Linked DNA regions of Pan troglodytes: region 2 is linked to region 1. A link is a contact called in public HiChIP or PLAC-seq data. All regions are on one chromosome and are shown on one strand. Each heading gives the region's core, a stretch centred on a gene start, on an enhancer-like site or on the middle of the called end of the contact. The rest is flanking DNA. Distances are from core to core; before and after follow the strand shown.

Region 1 (3,056 bases), core at 550-3,049:
TATGAACTGTTTATTTCTGGAGTTTTCCATTTAATATTTTTTGGATGGCAGTTGACAGCGGGTAAGTGAAACCCAGATACAGTGGGGGGAGGGGGTACTACAGAAGGTAAAAAAGTAGCCTATTTTCAGACAATGTCTCCCAAGCAAGCAACAAGATGCTCATCATTCTTCTTTGCAAGACACATAAAGGGTGCCATGCAGATGATTTATACGAATTTTTTTTTTCTTGAGATGGAGTCTCGCCCTGTCACTCAGGCTGGAGTGCAGTGGCGTGATCTCAGCTCACTGCAACTTCCACCTCCCCGGTTGAAGCCATTCTCCTGCCTCAGCCTCCCGACTAGCTGGGATTACAGGCGCGTGCCACCACGCCCGGCTAATTTTTGTGTTTTTAGTAGAGACAGGGTTTCACCATCTTGGCAAGGGTGGTCTCGAACTCCTGACCTCGTGATCCACCCATCTTGGCCTCCCAAAGTGCTGGGATTACAGGCGTCAAACACCGCGCCAGGCCTATATGAATTTTTAAGTGTGCTTACTTGATCTGGAAAAAATTACAGTTGACCTGTGTTTACAAAATATCAACTTGTAAAAAAGGATATTTTATTTACAAAATATCAAGTCGTATTTTCTTTCTGTCGCTGATGTTTATGAAATATCAACTCCAACAGGAGTTGGTGACAATGAAAGTGAAACTTTCTGCTGACTTTGTATTTCTCCAACGGTCATTCAGACTTCTAAGGGGGGCTGAGGAGAGCCGTGAGCCTCACTTTTCCTGAAGTGAGCCAGCAGAAACGGCACCGAAATTCTGCCCAGGATGCCACCGGTATTCAAAGAAGTGGCCAGCTCCTTGCTGCCCACCCCGGTGCCAGAAGCAAAGAGACACTTCCTATGTTTTTGCATCAGTAGAAGCTGCTAGCCCTGAGGCTCAACCGACCGCATGACATCGGCCGGACACGGAAATGCCGGCGGAGGCGGGAAAGGGTCTGCGGGCGCAGCTGCAGGCACTGCTGCCCGCCAGCACTCGGATTCGCCACAGCCTGTGTCTGCGACAGGCGTGCCCGTGGGCACTGGGCAAGCGGGCAGTGTCCCAGCGAGCTTCGGCCGCACCTCTGGGATACAGCTGCGAAAAGCGGGGAGAGAATGGTTTCTCGTGCCCGACGGTGGCTCCGCCTCAGGCTCCAGCCGCGCGGCCCGGAAGCGCCGCGGCCACCGCCTACGGAAAATGGCTCCTCCCTGCGGCCGCCGCCGCTCCAGCGGCTCCAGGGTCGAAGCCATAGGGGAAGCCGCTTCTCGGTTACCTCGGCCAGCTTGGCTTCCGTGGAGGCCGCTCCTCGCTTTCTGAGGCTCAAACGCAAGCCACCGCCCGGAAGGCCGCCGATCTGAGGAGCGCAACCGCCAGCCCACCGCTGGCCTGCCGCTGCCCTACCGCTGCCCTGTCCAGGTACAGAGCCCGAGCGCAGGCCGGAAGTGGAAGTGACGCTTTCCGAGGGTGCGCGCAGGCCCGCCCTCTGGCTAAGGCGCCTGAGCCCGGCCTACTTCCTCGCCAGAGAAACTGCCGTCTGCCCCGGCGGTAGGGAAGGGTTAATGCCACCGAGTATCCAGACCCGCCGAAGCCTAGAGGGCCTTGTACCGGCTCACCGCGTGGCTGTCGCTGTCTCGTGTCCCCAGTGGGGGAGGCGTCGCACTGCCACGTCTGTTCTGCGTGGCTGTCGGGCGGCGCTTGGTCCCGGGAGCCTCGCCGGGTAAGGGTCGCCTCCCAGCTGCGCGCGCCGCGTCCTCGGGCTTCCCGCGGCCCGGCCGGCCGTGCTCGAGCTGTTGCTGGGCTCGTCGCCGCCTCCTCGAGGAAGAGGCATTTTGTCCGGGTCGGGCCACTCGCCAGGTCAGAAACAACGGCCCCCCGAGGGTTTTGTACCGTTTTCTAGGTCTCGTGACGCATTCCCCACAACTATTTTTTCTTGAGGTAGGTTTGAACCGGTGAAATAGGTTCTTTTTCTATCTCTCCTTGACAGAGAAACGGAGACCTAAGAAGTGACTTGCTCAGGGTCACATAGCTCAGCAGTGGCGGCCGCTAATCGGAAATAGCTCTCCTGTTGTGGTATCCTCTGCGTTTTCCACTCCAGTATTCTTCCCTGGAAAATGGGAACCTTGTTTTCATCTTATATCTCATGCAGCGCCTAACATAGTCACCTGGTAAGATAGGCATTCCACACATATTTACTGAATCATAGTTATAAGAATCTGAGTGTTTTGGGTGTTCGGTGATCTCTGAATTAATCCGTTTTTGTAATGTCAGTCTACCAGTTGAGGGATTATTTAATAAGTCCAGTATGAGTGGTTTCGGAATTACCAGTTTTTGTAACGTCAGCTTATACCAGTCAAGGGACTACTTATTAAGTCAGCTATGTGTAGCCAGTATTGCAGAGTTGAGTAAGAAGTCTTTGTCCTTAAGCAATCTCTTGAAAGGACTGAGCAATTTCGTGAATATCAGTAACACAAGGTAAGAATAGGACATAAACTGAATGCTGTGAGAACTCCAAGAAAATCCAAGTTGATTTGGGGTTGGGGGAAATTATAAAAGACCTTGAGGGATTTTGTCCACAGCAGGGAATGGAGACACATTCCAGGCAGAGGGAAGGGTAGGAGTAAAGGCTTTAAAAGCTGGAAACATTAGACTGTGAGATCTTAGGTACGTTTTTACTGAGTTGGGCTGCATTTAGAGGAAGAGTTTTAAAAGTTAGAAAACGAGTTTATGTGGCACTTATACTGGAGTCCTTTGAATGGGAATGAAAAGAGTGCATTTAAGAAAGTAAATCCTGGCCGGGCGCGGTGGCTCACGCCTGTAATCCCAGCACTTTGGGAGGCCGAGGCGGGCGGATCATGAGGTCAGGAGATCGAGACCATCCTGGCTAACATGGTGAAACCCCGTCTCTACTAAAAAATACATAAAAAAATTAGCCGGGCGTGGTGGTGGGCGCCTGTAGCCCCAGCTACTCGGGAGGCTGAGGCAGGAGAATGGCGTGAACCCGGGAGGCGGAGCTTGCAGTGAGCTGAGTTCACGC
Region 2 (3,383 bases), core at 504-3,003, 190 kb before region 1:
GATCAAAATATTCCGAAATCTCCGTGCATGCGCTTCCCAACAAAACCCCATTCTACGTCCCCCGGCAGGGTGTTGGCCTCTCTAAAAACTATGTGGGAGGAGACCCTCATCCTGCATGATGTGTGGCCACCAAAAACCTTCAAATCCCAGAGGACAGGATTCACACTCTGGTGCTCAGTGGCTGCATGGATAAAAGGTAATGCGTCTTCCTAGATATTTTTACATTGTAGAAAAGAGCAATTCATAACCAAAAGGCGTAATCTCTAATGCTAAAATTTCAGGCACCAACAATTGGACGAGAAAACTGGCTCTTTAAGAGACCCCTCGGATCACACCAAATTGGCAATCATCATCTACCTTTCCTTTTTTTTTTTTTAAGACAGTCTCACTCCGTCGCCCAGGGTGGAGTGCAGTGGTGTCATCTTGGCTCACTGCAACCTCTGCCTCCCGGAATAAAGCAATTCTCCTGCCTCAGCTTCCCAAGTAGCTGGGACTACAGGCGTGCGCCACCATGCCCGGCTAATTTTTTGAATTTTTAGCAGAGGCAGGGTTTCGCCATGTTGGCTAGGCTAGTCTCGAACTCCTGAACTTAAGTGATCCGCCTGCCTCGGTCTTCCAAAGTGCTAGGATTACAGGCGTGACCTTCTGGGCCCAGCCGTAACCAACACTCAGCCTCATTCTTCCACTTCCCCACCCTCTTAGCAAAGGAATTCGAGCTCCCTTCTCCTTACCAGCCCTGCAGAAAGGATGCAGATGGAGTTCAGGATGTCTGGAGTTCAGGCAACCTGAATTCAAGCCCCAGTGCCACCTCCTACCGCCTGTGTCACCTGCCCAAGTTACCTGACCTCTCTGTGCCCGTTTCCTCACTACCAAATACAGGGGGCACAGAGTTGTTCGGATGATTGAAATGATGCGCATAACACAGAGCGGGCCCTGGCAGATCGTTAAAACTCAAAAAATGTTAGCCGCAATGATTATCACCCAGCCTCCTCTCCTCGGTTTCGTTGCTGGTTGTTTTTTTTTTGTTTGTTTGTTTTTTGTTTTTTGAGATGTTGTTTCGCTCTTGTTGCCTAGGCTGGAGTGCAATGGCCCGATCTCGGCTCACCACAACCTCCAAAGCGATTCTCCTGCTTCAGATTCCCGAGCAGCTGGGATTACAGGCGCCCGCCACCACCCCCAGCTAATTTGTAATTTTAGTAGAGACGAGTTTTCTCCATGTTGGTCAGGCTGGTCTCGAACTCCCGACCTCAGGTGATTCGCCCGCCTCGGCAAAATAGTCTCTAAACTCTCCATGCATTTTCCAATACGGTAGCGAAGAGCGGCATGCAGCTACACAAATAGAAATAAATTACACTTAAAAATTCAGTTATTCATCTGCACTAGCCACATTTCAAGCGTTCTGAGCCACACGCGGCCAGTGGCAGATAGAGAACTTTCCATCCTCGCTAGAAATGGCCGAAGAAGGGCCTGGGACGCTCGGCCGGGTTGCAGCCGCGGGTCAGGCGGTCCCTGAGGCGCAGAGGCCCGAAAGGAGCCTCCGGCAGCGCAAGCCTCAGGGATCGCCTACACAGGGGACCCGGCGGGCGGGAGCCCTGAATCTCTGGAAGACCCGCAGGTCACAGGGGCGCGGGGCTGCCTTACTGCGGAGGTCGCGGAAAGACATGACGCTCAGGTCCCCAGGAGCCCAGGATCGCAACTGCTCGCCCCTCAGCGATCACAGGCCCAGCGCTCGCCGATCTCTATGGCAACCAATGGACCCTTGGACGGCGCACGGTCAGGGACAAACAAAAAACGAAGCGAAGGCGCGGCGGCACGTGCATACGCACAGGGAGAGCGGGCCGGCAGAGAGCGCTCCTGAGACGCCGAGGGCAGAGGGCGTGGCGATAGCGGCGTCTATGAGGGCTGCAAGCTTCCCAGCTTCTGGGCCTCTGTTTACACGCTTTGCGGACGTTTCGCGCTGGGTGACAGGCTCTGAGTACCTACTACGTGCTTGATATTGCGCTAGGCGCTTTCCATATTGCTTATTTCCCCCTCATTTCTATAAAGAATGCACGATGCTTGGCTGGGCGCGGTGGCTCACGCCTACAATCCCAGCACTTTGGGATGCCGAGGCGGGCGGATCACTTGAGGTCAGGAGTTCGAGACCAGCCTGGCCAACATGGCGAAACCCCGTCTCTACCAAAAAATACAAAAATTTGCCAAGCGTGGTGGCGCACACCTGTAATCCCAGCTACTCGGGAGGCTGAGGCAGAAGAATTACTTGAACCCGGCAGGCAGAGGTTGCAGTGAGCCGAGATCGCGCCACTGCCCTTCGGCCTGGCGACAGAGCGAGACTCTGTCTCAAAAAAAAAAAAAAAAAAAAAAAAAAAAAAAAGCACTATACTCAGGAAGCCCGCCTTCCCCCGTCTGAGGCACAGCGCGCTCCTCGTCGGAATCTGGTTGCAGAGCGGAGGACGGGATCACTGTGGGCGCCCAGAGGCAGGCCAGGCCTCGGTCTCGCGCAAGCGCAGACGGCTCGGGCTGCACAACAGGCCGGAAAGGGGCCCTGAGCCGCTCGCGCCGCGCGGGTCCCGGCAGCCCTAGCCTCTGCATGGGGGCGCGAGGAGACGGCAGGAAGGGGCGGCCTCCACGTGTGAACTGGGGAGATGCCCCGCCAGGCGTGGCACAGCAGCCGGGTTTTGTAAGGTAGCTTGAGCAGGAACAAGGAAACAGCGTAGTGCACAAAGCGATTGGTTGGCATCAGGTTATTTCAGATGCATTTCTTTGGGTTAAAGCAGAGGGGACTTCCTTATGCCAGCCTAGGTGGACAGGGCCCCTTTTGTTGGTTGCAGTGAATCTTCTGTGTTTTGGCAGACTGGCCTGTCTCTAAGTTCGCATTGATTACGTGGCACCTTGCACTAGCGATTCCATTCTGGTTTGGTCTGGTCCGTTGGTACCTTGTGCAGGAGCTCGCTCCAAAACAATGGCCTCCCATAAATGTTGCTTCACGTGTTATTAAGAAAAACAAAAGATAAGCCACAGTCTAGAAGAAAATATGCACAAAACACATATCTGATAAAGAGACGTGTATCCAGAATGTATAAAGAACTCTCAACACTCAATAATGAGAAACAGTCTAATTAGAGAATGGAGAAAACATTTTAAAAGCTACTTCACAAAAGAAGATATATGGATGGCTAATATGCAAATGAAGAGATGATCAAGGCTATTATTAGAGAAGTGCATATTAAACCACAATGAGATATCACTATGAAGTTATTAAACTGGCTAAAATATCAGGTAACACGTTAAAAACCTAAAAATTAAATCTAGATAAAATGGCTAAAACAACAAAAAACTCTTGACAATGCCAAGGGCTTGAAAGGATGTTGATCAACTTGAAC

The links. HiChIP or PLAC-seq counts read pairs in DNA pulled down with a chosen protein or histone mark.
Region 2: a contact with region 1 is called in an H3K4me3 HiChIP or PLAC-seq map of stem cell-derived excitatory neurons, with 3 times the contacts expected there. The contact joins the promoter of CLUAP1 here to the promoter of ZNF75A in region 1. A contact is called at or near these places in 1 of 7 Hi-C or Micro-C datasets (stem cell-derived neural progenitor cells) and 1 of 1 datasets of contacts at active chromatin or transcription factors (stem cell-derived excitatory neurons).

What each region holds. Positions count from the first base shown.
Region 1 is chr18:5,962,133-5,965,188 of NHGRI_mPanTro3-v2.0_pri, reverse strand. It overlaps ZNF75A (zinc finger protein 75a), which reads right to left and starts at 1,799. Exons shown (of 7, transcript XM_054668778.1): 1 at 1,636-1,799. TIGD7 (tigger transposable element derived 7) reads left to right here and starts at 1,518. Exons shown (of 2, transcript XM_054668777.2): 1 at 1,518-1,739. The coding sequence starts at 1,582.
Region 2 is chr18:6,149,499-6,152,881 of NHGRI_mPanTro3-v2.0_pri, reverse strand. It overlaps CLUAP1 (clusterin associated protein 1), which reads right to left and starts at 1,753. Exons shown (of 12, transcript NM_001280352.1): 1 at 1,642-1,753. The coding sequence starts at 1,663.